4 separate regions of the Mus musculus genome follow, and all the other regions are linked to region 1. A link is a contact called in public HiChIP or PLAC-seq and promoter capture Hi-C data. All regions are on one chromosome and are shown on one strand. The core of a region is the stretch at or near the end of the contact, and the rest is flanking DNA. Distances in the headings are between cores, read along the strand shown.

What was found. Promoter capture Hi-C pulls out the DNA fragments that hold promoters and counts their contacts. HiChIP or PLAC-seq counts read pairs in DNA pulled down with a chosen protein or histone mark.
Region 2: an HNF4G HiChIP or PLAC-seq map of pancreatic cancer cells shows a contact between it and region 1. The contact joins the enhancer-like site here to the promoter of Npnt in region 1. A contact is called at or near these places in 12 of 39 promoter capture datasets (the 3T3-L1 cell line, 3T3-L1-derived adipocytes, the HPC-7 cell line and 8 more), 1 of 15 datasets of contacts at CTCF or cohesin (the NIH/3T3 cell line), 2 of 484 Hi-C or Micro-C datasets (embryonic stem cells and nephron progenitors), 2 of 115 datasets of contacts at active chromatin or transcription factors (embryonic stem cells and pancreatic cancer cells) and 3 of 9 other capture datasets (adipose tissue, liver and pancreatic islet).
Region 3: a promoter capture Hi-C map of the HPC-7 cell line shows a contact between it and region 1. The contact joins the enhancer-like site here to the promoter of Npnt in region 1. A contact is called at or near these places in 12 of 39 promoter capture datasets (the 3T3-L1 cell line, 3T3-L1-derived adipocytes, the HPC-7 cell line and 9 more), 1 of 15 datasets of contacts at CTCF or cohesin (the NIH/3T3 cell line), 15 of 484 Hi-C or Micro-C datasets (the C2C12 cell line, the G1E-ER4 cell line, the MC3T3-E1 cell line and 8 more), 5 of 115 datasets of contacts at active chromatin or transcription factors (craniofacial prominence, embryonic forebrain, embryonic stem cells and 2 more) and 1 of 9 other capture datasets (adipose tissue).
Region 4: a promoter capture Hi-C map of liver shows a contact between it and region 1. The contact joins the enhancer-like site here to the promoter of Npnt in region 1. A contact is called at or near these places in 5 of 39 promoter capture datasets (embryonic stem cells, hippocampal neurons, liver and 1 more), 1 of 484 Hi-C or Micro-C datasets (nephron progenitors) and 1 of 9 other capture datasets (pancreatic islet).

Annotation. Positions count from the first base shown.
Region 1 is chr3:132,948,522-132,952,063 of GRCm38.p6, forward strand. Npnt (nephronectin) reads right to left here and starts at 1,770. Exons shown (of 14, transcript NM_001287101.1): 1 at 1,452-1,770. The coding sequence starts at 1,522.
Region 2 is chr3:132,789,323-132,792,563 of GRCm38.p6, forward strand. All of the region lies in intron 23 of Tbck (TBC1 domain containing kinase), which reads left to right. Among named protein-coding and RNA genes, the nearest start is that of Gm30294, 13 kb to the left of the region's middle. Within about 2 kb of position 1,984, at least 39 of the 459 cell types and tissues checked have an H3K27ac peak or open chromatin away from gene starts, as enhancers often do. A contact at or near this core is called in the HPC-7 cell line, the NIH/3T3 cell line and pancreatic cancer cells, where this site is marked.
Region 3 is chr3:132,769,354-132,773,073 of GRCm38.p6, forward strand. The region is part of intron 22 of Tbck (TBC1 domain containing kinase); the gene reads left to right. Gm30294 (a long non-coding RNA gene) reads right to left here. Exons shown (of 3, transcript XR_376096.3): 3 at 2,775-3,049. Among named protein-coding and RNA genes, the nearest start is that of Gm30294, 6.3 kb to the right of the region's middle. Within about 2 kb of position 1,293, at least 2 of the 459 cell types and tissues checked have an H3K27ac peak or open chromatin away from gene starts, as enhancers often do. A contact at or near this core is called in the HPC-7 cell line, where this site is marked.
Region 4 is chr3:132,813,348-132,817,026 of GRCm38.p6, forward strand. Tbck (TBC1 domain containing kinase) reads left to right here. Exons shown (of 26, transcript NM_001163455.2): 25 at 1,843-2,002. Among named protein-coding and RNA genes, the nearest start is that of Gm30294, 38 kb to the left of the region's middle. Within about 2 kb of position 1,909, at least 21 of the 459 cell types and tissues checked have an H3K27ac peak or open chromatin away from gene starts, as enhancers often do. A contact at or near this core is called in liver and pancreatic islet, where this site is marked.

The DNA.
Region 1 (3,542 bases), core at 520-3,019:
CACCGGGACGCTGAAATGTGCTGAATAACAGATCTGTCAGAGCAGAAAGAATGTTTGCTTCGTATAAAGGGCAGATAAGGAAATGGGCAAGAAGAGGAGCTTATTCAAAAATCAAATGCAACCAACCAAGCTCTTTCTATACAACTGCCTCCTCCTCCTCCTCCTCTTCCCCACCACTGCTGTAAGAAAAGCCCAAAACCAGGCCGTGAAGAGTGTCTCAAGTGTCCTCGTATTTTACAAGCTGTCTGCATCAGCAATCCACATTATTTCCCTCTCCGATGTAAAGTGTACCCAGAGAGACTCCAAGTTTAGGATGCAGATTTATGCATCAGATCACACTTACACCTGTGACTGTTAGCCTGTTTAGATTCACACCTACCAGACTTTCTGGACACCTAGGCTGTGTGTGTGTGTGTGTGTGTGTGTGTGTGTGTGTGTGTGTGTGTGTGTGTTTCTTTGTAAATGGACACCTAGGCTGTGTGTGTGTGTGTGTGTGTGTGTGTTTCTTTGTAAATATGTGTGCCCCAAAGTAATGCACCACAAATCCAAATGTGGGCAAAGAATTGCTTTTGGAAAATAAAAGGCTTAGCCTCTGGCTGCTTTCCACTCTTCTTTAAACTCTTTATCTCTTCAATTCATCTTCGCTTTACCCTCAGGCTCAAAGTACAAAACAACCCCAACTTCTATTTCCTCCGACCAGGTGGTGAACCGGGAGCGGGTGCCTTTTTCTTCCGCGCTCCGAGGCTTTTCCTCTGGTCCCCTCCAGGGACAGGAAAGCCAATCAATCCTGGAATTGATTCGTTCCAAGATTGCAGGTAAAACAGGTGCGGCATCTTCAAGGCAGCCCTGGGACAAGCTCTGAGGGATGGGGACAGGGGTGAGTGGTGGTGTGAGCCAGCGGGAAACCTGTCCAGCTGAGGCCTTCAGTGGGGACTGAGCCCGGGATCTCCGGGGAGATCGCGCGGTGCGCTGCCTTGGGGGGACACGCTGAGTGACAGCAGAGACCCTGCCGGAGGTTGTTGGGACCTGTCAGAGCAAGCAACAGTCAGGCCCGCCAGGTCTGAGCGGTGCCGCGTGCTACACACACACACACACACACACACACACACACACACGCACCCCGAGCGCCTCCTCTCAGTACTCATGTTAAGCTTGTGTACACCGTCCCCCCTCCGAACCACAAACCGAGAGCCCTCGGGTGCCATTTGTTCCAAGTACGGTCCTCGCCGCCACCCTTTGTCGAATCGCCGGGTCACCTGCAAGTTTCCCCTCGGGACACAGTCCATCCTGATCACTGGCTGTAGGGACGCTCCACGCGTCACCTGTGTCCCTGCTCCTGCCCGCTCTCACCGCACACGGGGCACGAGCCTCTCTTTCTCCTGAGCCCGGAGCCAGGCTGCTCCACTCGAGGTCCCTGAGGGAAAGGGGAGGGCACCCGAGACCCGCCTCACCTCCCGTCGAAGTCGGCAGCCACCTGCAGGTAGAGCGAGGACGCGAGCACCGCCGCTAGGAGCACAGCCATGCCGGAGGACCGGGACGCGGGGACGCTGAAGGTTGCGGGGAGCTGCGCGTCCCGGGATCTCCCGGCCGCCTTCGGCGCGGCACCCGCGGCTGCTGGGACGCACAGAGCGCAGCGCGCAGCCGGGCAGGTCTGCGGCGGGCTGGCAGAGCCCCTCCGGCTCCCTCCTGGCGAGGGGAGGCGCTGCGGCGGGAGCCGCGCCGCCCGCGGGGAGGGGCGAGGCGGGAGGGACGCGCCGCGCAGCCCGCCGCCCTCCCTGCCCCGCCGCCCTGGTGCCCTGGGCGCGCGCCGGGGCTCGCCCCTCCCCGGGCCCCAGGGGCAGGGGCGGCTCAGGGGCGGGGATGCGGCGCGCAGGCAGCCTCGGCCACGGGTGGCGCTTGCCCCCGGGCTGCGAGAAAAGTTGGGAGCAGAGCTAGGGAGAGGGCTTGTCGGGTGACCTGCCTGAAAAAGTGAGCCCAGCCGCCAGAGGCTGGGGCGACAGTGGGGTTGGAAGTGGAAGTACGCGTTCTGTGGGGGTAGACAGATGCCCCCCCACATACACACACAGGTGGTCTATAGGGGAGAACCCAACTTTTCTGCACCTACCGGAGGGGTTCCTGGACTGATGAAGGCAGGCAGACCCAGATTGCTTCTCCTACAGAGCTGGAATATCCCTGCACCTTTTAACGGGGGTGGGGAGTGTGGTGGGGGGGGTTCGGCTCTCAGGTCGAATTTTGAAGAAGAACTCTGGGCTCAGGAGAAAGAGAAGAACCTTGGAAAACTGTCTGTGTCCTGAAGCTCCACTTGGTGCACCCCCGTGGGTAGGGCAAGTGCTCCACCCCAGAGGAAGGGGAGTTAGTTACCACTTAGCTTGTGGTGTAGCTGGTCTTGAGGGGACCTCTTTAGAACCATTTGAAGTAGTTACTGAGCTATCATAAAAAGCATTGCACCAAAGGACTGAAAAGAAATGATTTTCATAAATATACGTTCAAACTTAAATCATTCCCGTCCTTAGGCCATACCCCCAATGGCTGGCTGTCCTGTCCTCTCTCTCTTCAGTCCATGATCTCCTGGCCTGGCACCCTCTAGGCATGCATTGAAGAGGTTGTGTGTATAGCTGAATCTCACTTCCTTGCCTAAAAGTCACCCTAAAAGCCAAATATGAATGCTGTTTAAAATTCTTATCTTCCCCTCTGGTGTCACGTCCAGCCATACTTTGCCTTCCCCCCCCCATTGTACTGATCTTTTCTCTTACAGCATAATTTGTTTATCTATGTCTTCTTTCTGTTGTAATGTAAACTCTCCAAGAAGAGCTATCTTTGTTTAGTGCCTACAACATTGCCTGGCACATAGTAGGTGCTCATAAATGTTAATCGAAAGTATTTGCTACCGTACATTCAACTGTCACTCCGTTCGCATCATTTTAAGGTTTCTGCTACTTCAAATTGTTAACGAAAAGTTCTGTGCCAGTTTGGTTACACTATCCTGATTTATCAGTATGTGTAAAAACAGGACTTTTCTGCAAGAAAAGGAAAAATAATAGTTCTTTGATTTCCAAGTTGCTTCTGTTAGCAAAAGAAGTTTCTATTTTAATCTCAGAAAATTATCCTTGCCGGTTCAGGCTTGGGACACTGTTTGAGGCAAACAGCTTGGTGTCATCCATTTCAGATGCTTCTAACAAAGTCCAAAATAGTCTAAGAGGCATAATATTTTTTTCTGCAGAAAAGTCAAATGTTTGTCAGTGTAATGTAGGCTTGCTTCCCGACCCCACTCCTTGGTGGCATGCATTGCTTATTGGCTCCTGTTCGGTTCCTGAAAGAGCTCCATTGGCACAGTGGATGGTTGGGTTAACCTGCAGGCTAGAGAATAACTTCAGAAGAGGGGAGAAGAGTGATAGGTGGAAATAAGACAGTGACTGCACACTTCTCTGACATAGGTAGGGTTTTTTTTTTTGTTTTGTTTTGTTTTTTTTTTGGCCCAGAAAACTTCCACATTCCTTCACTTGAACAATCTCCACTTATACTTTTTGGATCCATGCTTATAT
Region 2 (3,241 bases), core at 734-3,233, 160 kb before region 1:
CACAACGTGCCTGCCTCCCTCACCAGTGCTGAGAATACAGACTTGTGACACCACTTTCCCAAGCTTTTGATTTGCTTTCCCTGATCATTATGAGACTGGACATTTATTAAATACACCATCTTCTCTCTACTGTATACTGGTATCTTTGCTAAAAATAAATATATATTTGGCCATATGATTGTAAATTAATTTAAATTTTTATTGTGTTTTTTCTGTGTGTGTCTGTCTGTCTGTCTGTGTAGTATAACAGTACCTCACTGTTTGGTTATAATAACTTTGCAATATGTTATTTTTGAACCATTACGCCATCCCTGCAGTGAGTCACACTGGACCATGGTCTTTGGTCTTTTTAATGTAATGCTGATTTTTTAACGCTACTGCTTTGTAGAGAACATTGGCATGTATGGTCATCAGGGTAAATGTTTTTAGTTTTCCTGTGTGGGGGATCTTTATATGGTTCTGATACTAAGGTAATGCTGGCTTCAGAAGAAGAAGTTGGCAGTTCTTCTCATTTCAGTTAGAGAAGAAGTTTAAGAGGAATTTGAATAAGTCGTTTAAATATTTTGCGTAGTTCAGCAACAAAGCTCTCATGTTCTTGAGGCTTTCCTCAGATGGGAGATTTTAGTTATTGTTTCAGTGTTGCTGCTCACTATTTGCATATTTAGATTTCTAATTTGATAGTGTGTATTCAGAAACGTATCCATTTCTTGTAGGCCGTCCACATTGTTAGTATCTAATATGGGTCTCTCATGGTCCTTTGCATTTCTGTGCTGTGAGAAACCTTGTTTCATCTCTGACTTTGAGTCTTCTCCATCTTCCTTGTTAGAGCAGAACATTTAGTCGTTCTCATTTACCTTTTCAAAACCCACAGCTCCATCACTCAGCATGCTGGTCACAGAACATGGTGGCCCATGTCTGTCATCTCCCCACTGTGGAGACAGACAGGGAGATCTAGGTCACCTGGGCTGCAAAGGCAAAGCCTGTCTTATAAACAACAAGAAGCTGCTTTGATTGATTGTAGTTTTTAAAATTTCCATTCTGGTTGTCAGTCTTTTCTCTCGTTTGGATTTTCTTTGCTCTCACTCCAGATTGTTAGTGTGCTGCGGAGTCTGTGGGGTAGCGCCTTTGATTTGCCCATGTACTACTGCATGCTTCTCTGTAATGTGCTTCTTTACCCAGACTTCATAGACTCTGGTATGTTAGGGTCATTTTCATTCTTATAGCATTTTGTATTTCTTTTTTAACTTCTCCAGTTAGCCACTGGACTTTTAGGAGCGTGTTACTGAATTCCCATCTATGTGCATACTTTCTACTGTGGCCACTCTGTGCTTCTCTCCCATTATGAGAAAATGTCACGGTTTCAGTTTGGTTTGGTTTGGTTTGGTTTAAAGATGTATTTATTTTATTTATATGAGTACACTGTAGCTGTCTTCAGACACACATCAGATCCCATTACAGATGGTTGTGAGCCACTATGTGTTTGTTGTGAATTGAACTCAGGACCTCTGGAAGAGCAGTCAGTGCTCTTAACCATTGAGGCATCTCTAAAATTTCCCATAATTTCTGTTTTTAAAAGTTTATTAAAACTTAGCTAGGCAGTGGTGGCATACACTTTTAATCCCAGCACTCAGGAGACAGAGACAGGTACATCTCTGTGAGTTGGAGGCCTACTGGGTCTACAGAGTAAGTTCCAGTATACCCAGGGCTACAAAAAGAAACCCTGTCTTTTGAAAAAAAAAAAAAGTCTGTGTTTTTATATATATTGCCTGACAGAACATCTTAAGGGTAGAACTATTTATTTGGGTCCTGGCTTTATTGATTTCTGGACCCATAAGCTTGAGCAGAATATAATGACAGTAGGAGTGTATACTAAGGGATCTGTTTACTCATGGCTGGATAAAAGAAAAGAGAGGGACTGTAGAAAAGAGCAGGACAATTTATTGTCCTCATTAACACAGTGACACACTTCCTCTAACTGGGCCCAACCTCCTGACGTAACCACATCCTAATACCATCATATTATGAATCATCAACCAATCGCTACACTATGTCAGTACCTTCATAAGCAAACTTTCCGTGGAAATTCCTTTCAAGCACACCCAGAAATGTGGTCTACTAATCACTTAGATGTCTATTTGATGTTTGTACTAGCCACCACATTTGATGATGTGCCCTAAAGATTGTTCCGTGCATTGATAAGAGAGGGAAAACATGTGTCCTACTGCTGTTGGATGAAAAAAAAAATGTGTCCTATTGCTGCTGGTAAAAGATGTATACATGGAGGAATAGGAGGCAGAGACAGGAGAACCCCAGAGACTCATTAGCCAGCAGGCCTGGTACACAACAGTGAAAATTAAGAGACCCTGTCTGAAACAAGATGGAAGGTGAAGACCACTGCCTGCACTTATCCTCTGACGTCACACATGGGACCACATTCACATGTGACAGCAGGAAAGAGGAAAACACTTGGTTAAAGCTCCATGTTGGTAGCTTGCAGGCGGTCCTTTGGATTTTTTATACATAGTCATCCATATAGTTGGAGCTGTGAAAAATCACTGAGATTGTTCTCAATACACTCCCTTTTCATCTGCTGGGATTCCTGTAGTGTGAAAGTTGTCCATTTGGTAGTATTCCATAAAGTCCATAAGTTCTCTGTTCTTTTCATTCTCCCTCCTTTTCCTATCTAACTACTGCTATGCCTGAGGTTAACTCGGAAGGCGTGTCCTCCACATCAGAAACCCTTCCACTTGTTGTAGTCTTTTGTGGAAGCTATTACTTTTTTTTTTTTTTTCAGGGTTTTAGTTCGAAGATCAGTCTTTGTTTTTTGTTTGTTTGTTGTACAGATTCTGTGTCTTTGGTGAATTTCTCACTTGTACCTTGAATTGTTTTTCTCATTTCTTTGTATCATTCATGTGTTTTGCTTTGTATGTCACTAAGTTCAAATCATTGCTTTACATTTTTTTTCAGGCATCCTTAGCTTTTTCTCTGAGATCTTTTTCTGAAAGATTGTTTTCGTTAAGGGCATTAGGCTTCCTCTGATGCTCTCTCCTCGAACTGATGTCTACATATTTGGTGTAATATTTACTTACTCTGACTATTTTATGAAGTAGCTTTTGTACGAAAGGTTTTGTTTGTATGGATCTATCAGTTGGTAGGTGCATCGGGTTCAGTTATAGGCAGCTCACTAGCACATCTCTCAGTTTCTTCAGCTTTGGTGTCAAGTGTCTAGAATGCAATGATC
Region 3 (3,720 bases), core at 43-2,542, 180 kb before region 1:
AGAAAAATAAATAAAACATTAAAAATAAAAAATAATTGTTGAAAACAGTCAATTATTCGATCGAAAATCATCAGTGTTCTAACATTTTTGTAGTCTGAGGAATGAAGCTCTAGGACTAGGGAGAAGGCTCAGCACTGGCTGCTCTTGCAGGAGACCTGGCTTCCATTCCCAGCACCATCATGGCAGCTCCCCACCAGTTCCAGGGCATCCAGTACTCTCTCCTGACCTCCATTAGCAGAAGGCATGCACACACATGGCACACATACATATATGTGGGTAAAACATTTTCTTACACAAAATAAGGGTTTTAAAAAAAAAAAAACCTGAAGGTTTGTGCAGTTAACAGTTAATATGCAATTCTAAATCAAGTATCTATAAATTTCAAGCATAAAGAAACTTTAAAGGAAAATATGTAAAAATTGTTTTTTATTTCTTGTATTTAGACATATTTTCATAAAATGTGTAGGTTTGCATTATCTAACTCAATGCGTTGTGACAGTTGTCAGCATATATGTAAATCTCACCCCAGATACAGAATAGTCTTATCAGCCCAGAAAATTTTTTCTTTCTACCTTCTAATAGATATGCTCTTCTTCCATAGCAGCTTATGTCTTCCTTACCTCATTCTGTCAACCTACAAGAGCTTTAGTGGTTGGGGCTTTTATTTCCTGAGTTGTTTGTCTTGATTTTTCCTTTTATTTTAATGAGATGAACTGAACTCAGGTGAGCGAGAGAGCTGGTGTTGAGATTGTGAATTCTAGCAACAGCACCATCTGAAAATGATGTCAACCTTTAATCATTACTGAAATAGCGTCTCTCCCATGCTGAAGGCTTCCATATGGAGAAGGACCAGGCAAGGGGCGGATGGATGAGCAGAGCCAGGGGCTTCAGATGCTGCCAAGCGCTGTCACTTAGCAAATGGTCCTCTTGATGTTAGGAACCTGAAGGACAGACAGGGGTTTAATAGAAAGGGCTAAAAATAGAAATGCGTTGGGTCAGAGTGGAAGGGAGTCTCTATTCTTCTGCACAGGTAACCTCAGACTTGCCCTAAAAAGGTCTCTGCTAGTGAGAGGATCCCAAGTACAGGAGCCTGGACTGAGAATGCAGACATGTACAGGAGTGTGGCCAGCATGCACAAAACAGTTAGCTAATAAAGTTTTAATCATCCTAATACTTTATTGGCTTCCCATTTACCTTTTGAATTATGTGCTGGTCATTTCTCTGGGTCTGTAGTGTCTAACTAGCCTTCTCACAGCTGGCTGCTCTTCCTTCCTCCTCTTCTTTCTTCTGTTTTACATGTATCAAGTTACCTTGAGTACATTCTCCTTTTAACCCTTGACATAGTCACAATTGCATTACTACCCTTACCTGTCAAGTCTAATATCTAGATAATTGTTGTTCCATTCCTTTTTATTTGTTTCTCTATCACAAGAAACAAATATTACATTTTCTGCTTTTCAAATTATTGTTAATTATATAGTTGATATTGATAAACATAAATTATAGTCTAGCTCTTATCATTTTCCTTTAAAGAGCTTGGCCTTATTACAGAGTGCTAATATCTGATGGCTCTTATTTTTTAATTTGGATTTATTCTTTATTAATTTGTGTCTGGTTTAAAATTTTTAAAACTTTGTTCAAGAATGTAGCTCTCTAGATCTAGTTAAGACGCTCACTCCAAATTTTGAGCAAACTCCATAATTTCTGAGCCATTAATTATCTTTGTAAAGACTAGTAATCCACCTTGGATAGTCAAGAACTCAGTAAACGGGTAGTAGGTAACCTTTTCTGTTAGCATGGAGAAATAGTGTTTACACTTACATCCACACTTAGACAGTATTAGTACTCTTCTCTTCACAGTTGTGTTGGGAACAGAAAATATTGGCCCTGTAGGAATTCTCTACTTCTGACAACTTTAAAACAGTTTTAAAGTTTAACACTTATGAAACTTTTTCTAACAAAAGCATTTCTCTGTCAAATAGATATTATTACTATTATTATTGTTATTATTATTATTATTATTATTATTACTATTACTATATCATTATGAAATTTGGAAGTACCAAGATCCTGGGAGCACATAAAAGGAGTAAATCATGCCAGTTTTCTCAAATTCAATTTTGACCTGACTTCTTAGAGAAAACAGTAGATCCCTTCATAGCTCAGAAGGAAGAAGATGCGACCCTGAGGCACTATGGTCAGTGAAGTCACCTTCAGCAGAATAGAGATACAAAAGGTGTGTTGCTGTCTGTGTACTCTCTCATGAGGGCTCCTGGGAAGTGAGGAAACTCCTATCAAGATGAAGCAAATCAAGAAAATGAATGTCTTACCCCCGTTCAAAAAAAAAGTTAATATAGAGGAGAGACAAAAAAAAAAAAGGCCTTGCGTAATAGTGAAGGGATGTTCAAACATTGGAGATTCAGTAGACCTAAGCAGCCATCATTCCTATCAAGACAAAAGGGCTTCAAGAGAGACAGCATTTTAAATCTGACTTTGCTCACATAGCAAACATGAGATGTGTGTTTATCATGTTAAAGATATTTCAGTTTTTCTAAGAGATATGATACTGATCAGTGAGGATGAAGAAAGTGGGAGTTAGAAAAATTATTTCACTCAGTCACACCACACACACACACACAAAAGCCTTCTATCTTCATTCAAACCCGATGACCTCAACATGGGATTCAGGCTTTATTTACAAATGTAAGATTTTTTTTAATGCTGGTTCTGTGGGTGAGAGATTGGTCTATAAAAATGATTGCACAGCTGATGGCTTATAAGATACAATTGCATTATGCTTTAATTATGGGAAGATTGGGAGACGGACAGGTTAGATGAATGGAGAAAGGGACAGCCATTGTCGAATTGGGTGGGGCCTCTGCAGCCTTTCAGGGTTCACCGCACACCACACCAAGCTGCAGAGCTCGGGAATCAGATGGAGACTGGCATTTTCCTTTGCCAGTGGCGGGATGGAACAGTGCTGCTGATACGGATCGCTGACTTGATTGAAGCTTTTCTGGATGGCAGATGTGTCAAACTGATTTGAAGGCTGGAAATACAAAATATATGGACTAAAATTTTTTTTCTTTAGGGACTCCCTAGTATTAAATATACAAAATTTATATAACTGATCATTTCTTCTCTTTAGCTATTCAGTATTTAACCTTACTTATTGTAATTGAAAGTTTTCTAAAATAAATTGTTCATAGTTTGTTGTAGACATGTAGGGACAACTCTTATTTTTCTTGTAGTTGCTGTTTGTTTTCAGGCTGGTAATGGTAGAAATTTTTAAAAACACTGTACTGGCATCATGTTGAAATAAATTCATTTATGTCTCAAATCTTGTTTAAGTCTTTATATAATTGTATGTCAGGAATAACATGTAGAATGTGGATCTAAAATCTGACCTTTTTGTGCAGCCGTGGAACTAACCAGCTGTGAAGTTGGCAAAAATCGCTAAGAGCAGATAAAGTACTGCCTAGTGAGTGGCTGGTCTTTAGGAACTGCTGCTTATATTCCAAACCTAATGAACCAGGATGCTTTTGTGATCCTTAGTAGCTCACACTCCTACCTGGGCAACACACCCAACAGTCATGTTGCTTTCTAGTGTCTTAGTTCATTCTTGCAAAAGAAATGGCTGGAGTAGGGATAACCTGATGTCGGGGTCATTGTGAGAATTAAATGGACCAATAACATACAATAGAAAGCTCTGCCAGGAAG
Region 4 (3,679 bases), core at 659-3,158, 140 kb before region 1:
TGGGCTGTGTGGACATGCCTGCCCCTGCGCTTAGCTAGGATAGATCTGCATTGATTTTGCTGCTGTAAAACTGCTAAGTCAGGTGGATCTCAGTCCAGAAGTGCTGGCTGAGAAACACAAGGTCCTACTGCAGCTGCTGCAGGCCTGCTGAGAAGAAATGAGCGGCCGGACTCCTGGTTGGCATTTTAAATACCACTCTTAAGATATCTACTGAATATTTTTAAGTATTTTCAGGATTCTTATTTTTAAAGACCCCATTGTTCCTGAAGATTACCATTGAGACTCTAGGATAATTGTTTTTGAGAGACTAATGCCACCCGGGCAGTGGTGATGCACACCTGAAGTTCAAGGGTCCTCGACCTGTGTTTATAAATAGTCTCCCCATTCTACACTTCTCTAAGCAAGTCCACTGAGATTCCAACATGAATTGTATCTCACATTTCTTTTAATATTCATATTAAATGTTTTCTTGTGCCTGCTACCTTCTAGAAAGGAGGAGCCCGGATCTGTCCACTCTCCTTGAGTGAGGAGCGGGGAAGCCTGCAGCCTGAGCTCATTGATAACTACTGTTTCAACATAGATGGTTCCCTCCCACACTGAGACATGCAGAGGGGAAACAGTACTTGCTCGGGTCATAGCCTTTTAAACTATCACTTGTCTTAGTCCCTTATGTGACAGTTTAGGGGAGGGGGCTCTATTGAATACAGAGATGGCCTTTCATGGTAGTCAACAGTGATTATTATTAAGAAAGGAGCTATAACCCAAATTTCTCATTAACTAGGTACACAGTTTCCTTTGTGCTTTTCCCCACAGCAGCACTCAAGTGCAAATCCAGTATCCTGCTTTTCTGCTTAGAATACATGGGTTTTCCTTACTGGCAGAAAAAATATCGTTCTCACAAACAGCACAGGCACAGTCCAGCCTCCACCTCCCTTTATCTCACACTTAAATTCCACGGTGTTGTCCTTCCCCGCCTTAGCTGGGTATATGCTCCCTCCGCCCCACTGTGACTACAAAATCTCCGCCTCAGCTCCCCATCCCTCCTCCACTTCCTTCCACTTCTTTGTCCTAACTTCTATCTGTTCTTCAGGATTTAACCTTACCATCACCCCCTCAGCAAACCCCGCCCCATCCTCTCAAACCAATGTAATCTACCCAGTAGCTCATACCTCTCTTTTACAGTTTTCTGGGTATAACCATGTCCTTTTAATTTCCAAAGTTCTATTTTTAATTAATTCATCCGATCATACTCTAATTACTTAGTAAAGAGTGTGTGTGTGTGTGTGTGTGTGTGTGTGTGTGTGTGTGTGTGTGTGAGCTCCTGCTTAATGGATGACTTTATTTCCTAAACTAACAGTGATAGTCACTTTGAGCATCAGAATTCTAAAGTATAAGAAGCATAAGATATGGCACCTTCTGGAGGATATGAACTCAGAATAATGGATATGTCAGCTGAGTTTGCTGGACACATTAACCTGCAACAGAACAGTTTCCAGCTGGGGCTGGTGACCTCTAACAGTTCTAAATGAAGTCTGACTTAGCATCTACTTTGCAAATATTTTTCAGTATCAAATTTGCCCTGAGACAGTGGACTTTGAACTATGCCCGGTTGTGCTGGTGAACATGATAGCACACAGGCTGTAGCCAGTTGAGGACCATGGCTTAACTGGGTCAGGGTTGCTTTCAGTTTCCACTGATGAGTACGTCTCTTCCTTTCTCTGTTCCACTTTATTCTGAAATTTAATTTTCTTCCTCCTTAGAGAATCTCACTTTGTTCAAATAAAATACTCAGGTGAACATGGAAATTTTTTAAAAAACAGTTTTCCTTAAGCTCCCTGTCAGCTTCGTTCGCGGGCACATTGCAGGCAGCATCAACATCCCATTCAGCGCAGCGTTCACGGCAGAAGGAGAGCTCAGCCAAGGCCCTTACACCACCATGCTGCACAACTTCAAGGGGAAAGTCATTGTGGTTGTAGGCCACGTGGCTAAGCAAACAGCTGAGGTAAGTGTCCCCAGAGATGTCCTCAACTGTTCCTGCCTACTGTCTAGGTTGTCGAAAATGTGTTTCTTCAGAGATAAGTTTCTTATCTTTCTTCATAGATAAGTCTAACTGTATGGATCTGTCTGCATTCTTACCAAGAGGAGCAGGCCTCTTATGGAAGCCTTCTTCCCCCCACACACAGTCCAGTTTTCAGCATCAGGATGAATAGTAGGAAGCTTAGGAAACCCCAATAGTAGCTTCTGATGTTGTTTGTCAAAAGTCTGCATGTTAAGACCTTAGTTGTAAGTTGGGTAATACTAAAAGGTCGGACTTAAGAGTGGGCCCTAGTGGGAAGTCCTGTGGTCAGTGGAGGTCTGTCTATGTAAGTGCCTGTGGGACCGAGTGTGAACACCAGTGGGACTTCTACAGTACTACCATCCACAGTGGGCACTGACTGTAGGCCTTTGGGCTCCCTGCCTTTGCAACTATGAGCTAATTACACCTCCTTTCTTTATAAAGTTAGCTGCCTCCATTACCAACATTATTATGTTATATGAAACATAAATTAATATGATGGCATAGGTTTTCAGGGTTTTTGGTTTTTGTTTTTTTTTTTTTTCTAACTGGTTTTTTGACATTTCAAAAGCACAGAGAGAACTTCTGTGAGAGCAGCAAGGCTGAGCGCAGGCTCTGAAGCTGCCCTGGTGGGGCCTGTTGGGCTTGGGAGACTTCTTTACCCAGAAACTCAAGGGCCAAGTGTCCGTCAGATCATGAAACAAGAGTTGAGCAGATTGAGAGAGGAACTGCTGAGTAATTCTAAGCAAACTGACAAATAAAAAGTACATGTGATGACCAAAACTGCCACCATGAGGGGAGGGGGGGAGAGAGGGAGGGAGGGAGGGAGGGAGAGAGAGAGAGAGAGAGAGAGAGAGAGAGAGAGAGAGAGAGAGAATATGAATGAGAATGGAGCCTGCTGTGATTGGTAAGGCAGGCCTTTAATTCAAACACTTGTGAGTCAGAGACAAGTGGATCTCTTTGAGGTCAAGGACAGCCTGGTCTAAACAGCAAGTGCCAGGGCTATGTAGAGAGTCCCTGCCTCAAAAGAAAGAGAAAAAGAAAGAAAGGAAAGACAAGACAAGACATCAGAGACAGCTCTTGCTTTCTTGCTCTAACTCTGTCCTCTTTTCCCTTTACTCTCTCTCTCCATTTCCCCCCCCCCGCCCCCCCCTCTCTCCATGTGCTTATAGCCGGCCTCTGCTTGCTTGCTCGGTTTCTTTCTCCCTCTCCCTCTCCCTCTCCCTCTCTCTCTCCCTTTCTCTACTACCCTCTCAATTTCCCCTCCCCATGTCCTGAATAAACTCTATTCTATACTTTAAAAAAAAAAAAGACATCAGAGACTACAGCATACAAAAGCCAAGCAGAGCAGGGTTGCAGATGACATCTTCAGAGTCAGTAGAGAACGTAGCTGTTGCGCTGATGCAGAGCCTGACCCATCCAAGCCTTTCCAGAAGGTGTAAAAGAATTTTCCCCAGGAAAGTAGCAGTTACTAGGGGAAGACAGGCTGAGCTGTCCCAGCTTTACCAGTCAAACAAACCCCATGGTGCTAGGGCAGAATGAATAAGGAGACCAAGGAAAAGTCAAGGAAGAGCAATATTTGTTGGAAAATCAGGAGTGGAGTTAAAAGTATTCCCATTCAAT